Regions from separate parts of the Mus musculus genome. Here region 2 is linked to region 1. The links are chromatin contacts, called in public Hi-C maps. All regions are on one chromosome and are shown on one strand. The core of a region is the stretch at or near the end of the contact, and the rest is flanking DNA. Distances in the headings are between cores, read along the strand shown.

Region 1 (3,067 bases), core at 191-2,690:
AGTTATTACCAGAATGAGAGAGTCTCTTTGACATAAAGCTCCAAGAATCTCCTATGGTTGCTCTTCAGGGACAAAGTTGAGAGCAAGACAGGCATTTCATGGGCTGCTTACAGGGATCTTATCAGTGTTGGAGAAATGGCTCAACAGTTAAAAACACTGATTCCGGGGCTGGCGAGATGGCTCAGTGTGTAAGAGTACCCGACTGCTTTTCCAAAGGTCCAGTGTTCAAGTCCCAGCAACCACATGGTGGCTCACAACCATCCGTAACAAGATCTGACGCCCTCCTCTGGTGTGTCTGAAGACAGCTACAGTGTACTTACATATAATAAATAAATAAATCTTAAAAACAAAACAAAACAAAACAAAACAAAAAAAAAACCAAACCACTGATTCCCAGTACCTACGTGGTGGCTCACAACTGATGTAACTCCAGTTCTAAGAATCTGATGCCCTTTGACCTCTGCAGGCACCAGGCACACATATGGTACACATATAGTCATGCAGGCACTTATACACAAAAGTATACATAAATAAAAATTACAATTGGATATTATAATTTTTCTTCAATGTATTTACTTGTACTTCTCAGATGGAAAAATTATTTGTGTGTATATGTATGTGTGTACATGTGTGTGTACATGACATGCATATGGAGGTCAGAGAATAACTTGTGGAACTTAGTGCTTTCCTCTGATTTAGGTCCTAGAAATCAGACTTAGGTCCTCAGGCTCCGTGATTAAGTCCCTTTATAGAGCCAAGTAGTTTCTATTACAGGCCCCTTTCACTGAAGGAATCTTTGCAGTAAAAACAGGACTTTAAAACTACAAACTAAATACAAAGATGGTGATGAAAGTAGCAAGAGGGAAAGAGAAGGGAAACTGGGTTTCCTGACTAGGAAAATGCCTCTGGCGCTGGTGAAACAGGTAATTTTTGCTACTTATGTTCCTACTTTGGTAAGAACTTTCAGTTTCTCAGCCAATCGCAAATGTTGCGAATTGTCTTTTTGGCTAGACCTCTACATGTTGCAGCCTGGCTTCCTGACTGTTTTAAGTTAATTCTGTAGGACAGGCGAAGTAAGTGAGCACCAGTCCTGATACAGAGATGGTTATTGGTGAGATCTACTTTAAAATATCCACCGAGAAATTAAAAGGAGCATGGATGCACCCGATTGGCCAACGTTGGTTCTTTGGAAGCCAAAAGCAGGCTCCAGTCAGCTTTTTCAGCAGTAGGGGAGTTGGACTGGCTGCTGGAGCGCCTTGGTCGGCTCCCTCCGGGTCCTAGTGCGGTTCTCATCCCATATGCGTAAGCCCTAGGCGACCGGCTCTGCGCCGCAGTCGGACCAGCTCCCTCCCAAGCCTACTCGCCAGGGGGCGGAGCTTAGAGCTCAAGGCTCCTGATTGGCCGTCCCGCGGGCACTCCCCTTCCCCGCCCCTTGACGAGGGTGAGAGGTCAGCAGCCGGCAAGTCTGCGGGGTGGACGATGGCGGGGCAGTGGGTCAGGACCGTGGCGCTGTTGGCGGCCAGGCGGCATTGGCGGCGGTCCTCGCAGCAGCAATTGCTGGGGACGCTGAAGGTGAGCAGAACCGGGCTCGCGTGGGCCTGCTTGCTCCGGGTTCCCAGGCGACACCCGCGGTTCATCCCGGCTGCCCCAGGCCCGGGCCCTGACCAGGCTGCACTCACACTCTGTCCTGCCACTGGGCATCTCTTGAACGCGCATATCCGAGGGACAGGCTTAAGTGGTCCGAGCTTTACCTGCACTCCTTCGGGATGGCCTTCGGGCTTGCATCCCAGAGTCTCGCGGTGCTGGTTTCTCCTGCAGCTTTCTAGAGAGCCCTTGTTAAGAGTCCACATGTTCTTTTGCTGTCTTTGCAACGACTTTGAAGGGGCATCATGAATTGCTGTTTGAATAGTTAAGGCTGTGAGTTTGAAAATACTGTGCTAAGTCAAGATTGTTAACAGAGCACACGTGTGACTTGAAATCCTGCTTAAACTGTATGACACCATTGTAACGCGTGAGAAATGCACCGTCTGAATTTATTTTTCTTCCTAAGAACTGCTTAGCCTGATTAGAAACTGTGGTTCACCCTGGATGTCATGGTGACATTTTGACTCACAGATTGGGAATTCGTGTTAACCTCCTTTCTCCTTCCATATGGGATATATTGAATGCCTTGCCAGCATTGACTTCCCCAACTTTTAAAGTACACTTACTAATTCACTTGAGCAGATTTCTTAAAAATGAATGACCCCTGAAAACCCCTTGAAAGCTGGTTGAGTGTGCCTGCTAATCTTCCCTGCCGTGCAATCATGTGTAGTGCTGTGTGCACCTGTAATCACAGCATTGGAAAGGCTGAGGATTGTGAGTTTAAGGCCAGGCTCAAATCCTTCCCTATCTCTCAGTAGAAAAAGTTAAAAATTTATTTTCTACAGCGTTTGGTTTATGGTCATTGAAATTTGAGTTGATATGATCTGCCTCTTTTAAAAAATTTTTTTTTATTTTTTATTTATTTATTTTTTTGAGAAACATGTTTCTCTGTGTAGCCCTGGCTATTCTGGAACACTCTGTGTAGAGCAGTCTGGTCTCAAAGCCACAGAGATCTCCCTGCCTCTTGACTCCTGAGTGTAGAGTGTACTGCTGTGCTCAGCCTTTTACTCTTTTTAAGGAAATGCAAACAGGCCCACTTAGGCAGTGTGAGCTGGAAGGTTCTCCCTTGTGTCAGCCTTGAAAAGTTGGCTCTCATTGTTCTTTGTAATGCCACACGGATTTTGTTCCTTAACTTTTATCATCCTGTAATCACTTAATCTTCATTTGCTCTTGCTAAGACTTTTACACATTTTCTTATGAAATTACCTGCAGTGAGAAGGTAAGGTCTTTGGAGTCACATTTTCTATATTTCTTCTTCTGTGGGGTTTGTTTTCTTGAGACAGGACCTCACTTAGCCTAGCTTGGTCTCAAATTTGCTGTGTACTGGAGGAAGATTTTGGTCTCCTGGCCCCACCCCAGGGCTGAGGACTGAGCCTGAGGCCTTGTACTTGTTATACAAGTACTCTGCCTTGGAGCTAAATCC
Region 2 (2,839 bases), core at 3-2,502, 69 kb after region 1:
GCTAAGCAGCTTGTCAGTTGTCAGTAAGCACTACCTCCAGCAGCTGTACAGATGGGAAGTGCTAGCTAGGATGCTGACTAATCTAACAGAGTTCTGGTTACCAGGACGGAGGGCTAAAGGTGATAGAGCCGTTGTGGCTCTGAGTGTCAGGATAGCATCCATTGTCAGTTCTCGATGTGCAGTTTCTGGCATGCCTCTTGCAGAATGAACGTCTATCTAGGGTTAGTGATGCTTTCTCTGTAGGTCAAGTGAGGCAATGTGACTTCTGCTTACGGAGTTGACTCCTTGTTTAGCGAAGGCTCTAGCTGAATTCTTTATTGTAAAAGTTTGAGGCATCTGAAAGTGACTAGGGACTGACTCCTAGAGTGGGAAGGTTTACATAGTCCCTGTTGGAAAAGAAAAGGATTATTTCTGTTTTTACCATTTATCTACATCAATCTAAGGATAAGAGAACTCAGTTCCTTTGAGACTCCACATATTCTTAGAACTGAGCTAGATTGAAAATACTGCTGTTATGCAGATTAAATTCTAATTTCCTAGTTATCAAAATGAGAACATGACCAAAAAAGTATCTTTACAGAAAGCCTTTGAAAATTCACCAGGATAGAGATGTAATAACTCCCCTAATTGTGTGAGGGTAGAGTTTCTCTTTTAATATGTTTGGGGTAGAGTCATGTTTTAAAGCTGACTCGGTCTTCTACCAATGTTTTTGAGATTGGTTTTTCAGTATTAATGGACTTCAGTTAAACCTAGTTGTTTTTTTTGTTTTTTTTTTTTTCTTTCTGTTTTTTCTGTTTGTGTAAGAACACCTGATGAGTGTGTTATGTAATGACACATTTTGCCACCAGGAAACTTATTGGGTTATATAATTTGGGTAAAGAAATCTGTGTCATATGTTTACATGTAGATTGTGGTAAAAATTGTGAGTGCTTGGCAAATAAGCTCAAAATTAGACATGTGATTGATAAATGGCATATTAATTGTAAGGACCAAGTTGAGCTGTTTTTACAGTTAGGAAAACAAGTGAAATACAGAAATAACAGAATATTTAGATCTTTTAGTGAAACTATACAAAACACCTTTTTCTAGCATTTCAATGCCTGATAACGTCAAGGCTCACTGGCCCTGTACCTTTTTCAAATTATGTGCTTCTCAATACATAAGGATTTAACTTAACCCCTGCTGACAAGCCCCAAGGGGATTGTTAATAATTGTGAGAATGGACTATGGACTTGTACCTCAGTGCTGGCTGCCATTGCCAATGCTGGAAGCACCAAACTTGGAGGAGGAAGGCTATCATGGCATTTCCTGTGACCACTGCTGGGGTGGACAGTTTCGTTTGAAATACAGAGTGACTGTTATATGTAAGGCATCTTTTGCTTTGGACCATGTTTTAATGTCTCTTTATTAAAAAACAATTTATATATAAGATAGCCATATTTCTTTTAATTTAATCTTGTTTTTATATAATTTATCTGGAATTTTATGTAAAATTAATAAAATTAGATATTTGTAACTTAAGAACCCTATTGCCTATTAGATTCTACTAGATAGCTCTGATCTTATAAGTGAATCTAATTTATATGCTTGTGACTATTATTAAATGAAATACATATTCTCCAAAGTCCAGTGCTCACAGTGACTTTCACATCTGCTTTCTGAAGTTCTGGGTTCTCACTTGAGAATCAGGATAATATAGGCCCACAGGAAGTGGCCCTATTAGGAGGTGTGGCCTTGTTGGAGGCGGCCTGTTACTGGGGGTGCAATTTGGGGTTTCAGAAGATAAAGCTAGGCCCAGTGTTGCTCTCCCTTCCTGCTGCCCGCTGGTCCAGATATAGAACTCAGCTCCTTCTCCAGTACCATGACTATATGTATGCAACTATGCTTTTTGCCATGACAATAATGGACTAAACCTCTGAACTATAAGCCAGTTCAAGTTAAATGTCGTGGTATCTCTTCACAGCAATAGAACACTGACTAAGACAGACAGTGTGTGTAGGAGGGACTTACCAATGGTGTTGAACAGGCATGCATGCGTTCTGGGGCTTGGGATAGAGAAAGAGAGAGTTAGAGTGGGCAGCAGTGGTAGTGAGTGCTAGAATAGGTGTTCAGGAAAAACCCACACACATAATAATGTAGAGCCCAGAATTAATTCCTCAAGGAACAAATTGGGTTCTAAATTTTTATTCCTTCTATAACTATCACTTGTATTGGATTTGGGAATAGAAAGAGCTTTCTGTTACTAATCTTAAAGGTTTTTAGAAATTCAGGGGTTAAAGTACAGCAACTGCTCTTATTGTAAGACCAGTGCTGGGACAGGGAGTTTCCTTTGATGATGATGGCTGGCTGCCACAACTGTCTGTTCAGGCCATGGGATTTGAGGAATATCAGAAGACAAGGATAGCTTGGCTTCAGAAAACTTCTGGAGGCAGAAGAGTCAGCTCCTAGTACACATTGGTTCCAATGTTTATGGCCTTTTTTCTTTCTTTCAGAAAGGTTCACACTATGAAGCCCTAGCTGGCCTGGAGTATATGCAGACCAGGCTGGTTTTGTAGTATTTGATTCAGGCAGGTGCCACAATTGCTGCTCTTAACAAAACAGTTTCTTTTATGCTCCGAGGAGGCTCCTGACCTGGGCAGTGGGAGGAAAAATGCTGTCCCTCATGACTCCGGAAGGCTGGGTAGGTCAGGGTGATGTCAGAGGGCAGCAGAGGAGCTGACAGACTATGAAGCTCACTTGAGTAGACATGACACCTGCTTGTGTCTCTGTTACAAGACTAAGTGTGAGATTGCTTCCTAAAGTCTTGTTCAAGCAGAAGGTCAACATAGCAGAGGTGTGT

What was found. A called contact is a pair of places that touch in the nucleus more often than the background predicts.
Region 2: a Hi-C map of liver shows a contact between it and region 1, with 2.3 times the contacts expected there. The contact joins the enhancer-like site here to the promoter of Pcca in region 1. A contact is called at or near these places in 4 of 39 promoter capture datasets (the 3T3-L1 cell line, hippocampal neurons, liver and 1 more), 6 of 484 Hi-C or Micro-C datasets (brown adipocytes, embryonic retina, embryonic stem cells and 1 more) and 2 of 9 other capture datasets (adipose tissue and liver).

The regions. Positions count from the first base shown.
Region 1 is chr14:122,532,888-122,535,954 of GRCm38.p6, forward strand. Pcca (propionyl-Coenzyme A carboxylase, alpha polypeptide) reads left to right here and starts at 1,441. Exons shown (of 24, transcript NM_144844.2): 1 at 1,441-1,572. The coding sequence starts at 1,480.
Region 2 is chr14:122,601,664-122,604,502 of GRCm38.p6, forward strand. All of the region lies in intron 6 of Pcca (propionyl-Coenzyme A carboxylase, alpha polypeptide), which reads left to right. Among named protein-coding and RNA genes, the nearest start is that of Gm46487, 27 kb to the right of the region's middle. Within about 2 kb of position 1,253, at least 6 of the 459 cell types and tissues checked have an H3K27ac peak or open chromatin away from gene starts, as enhancers often do. A contact at or near this core is called in liver, where this site is marked.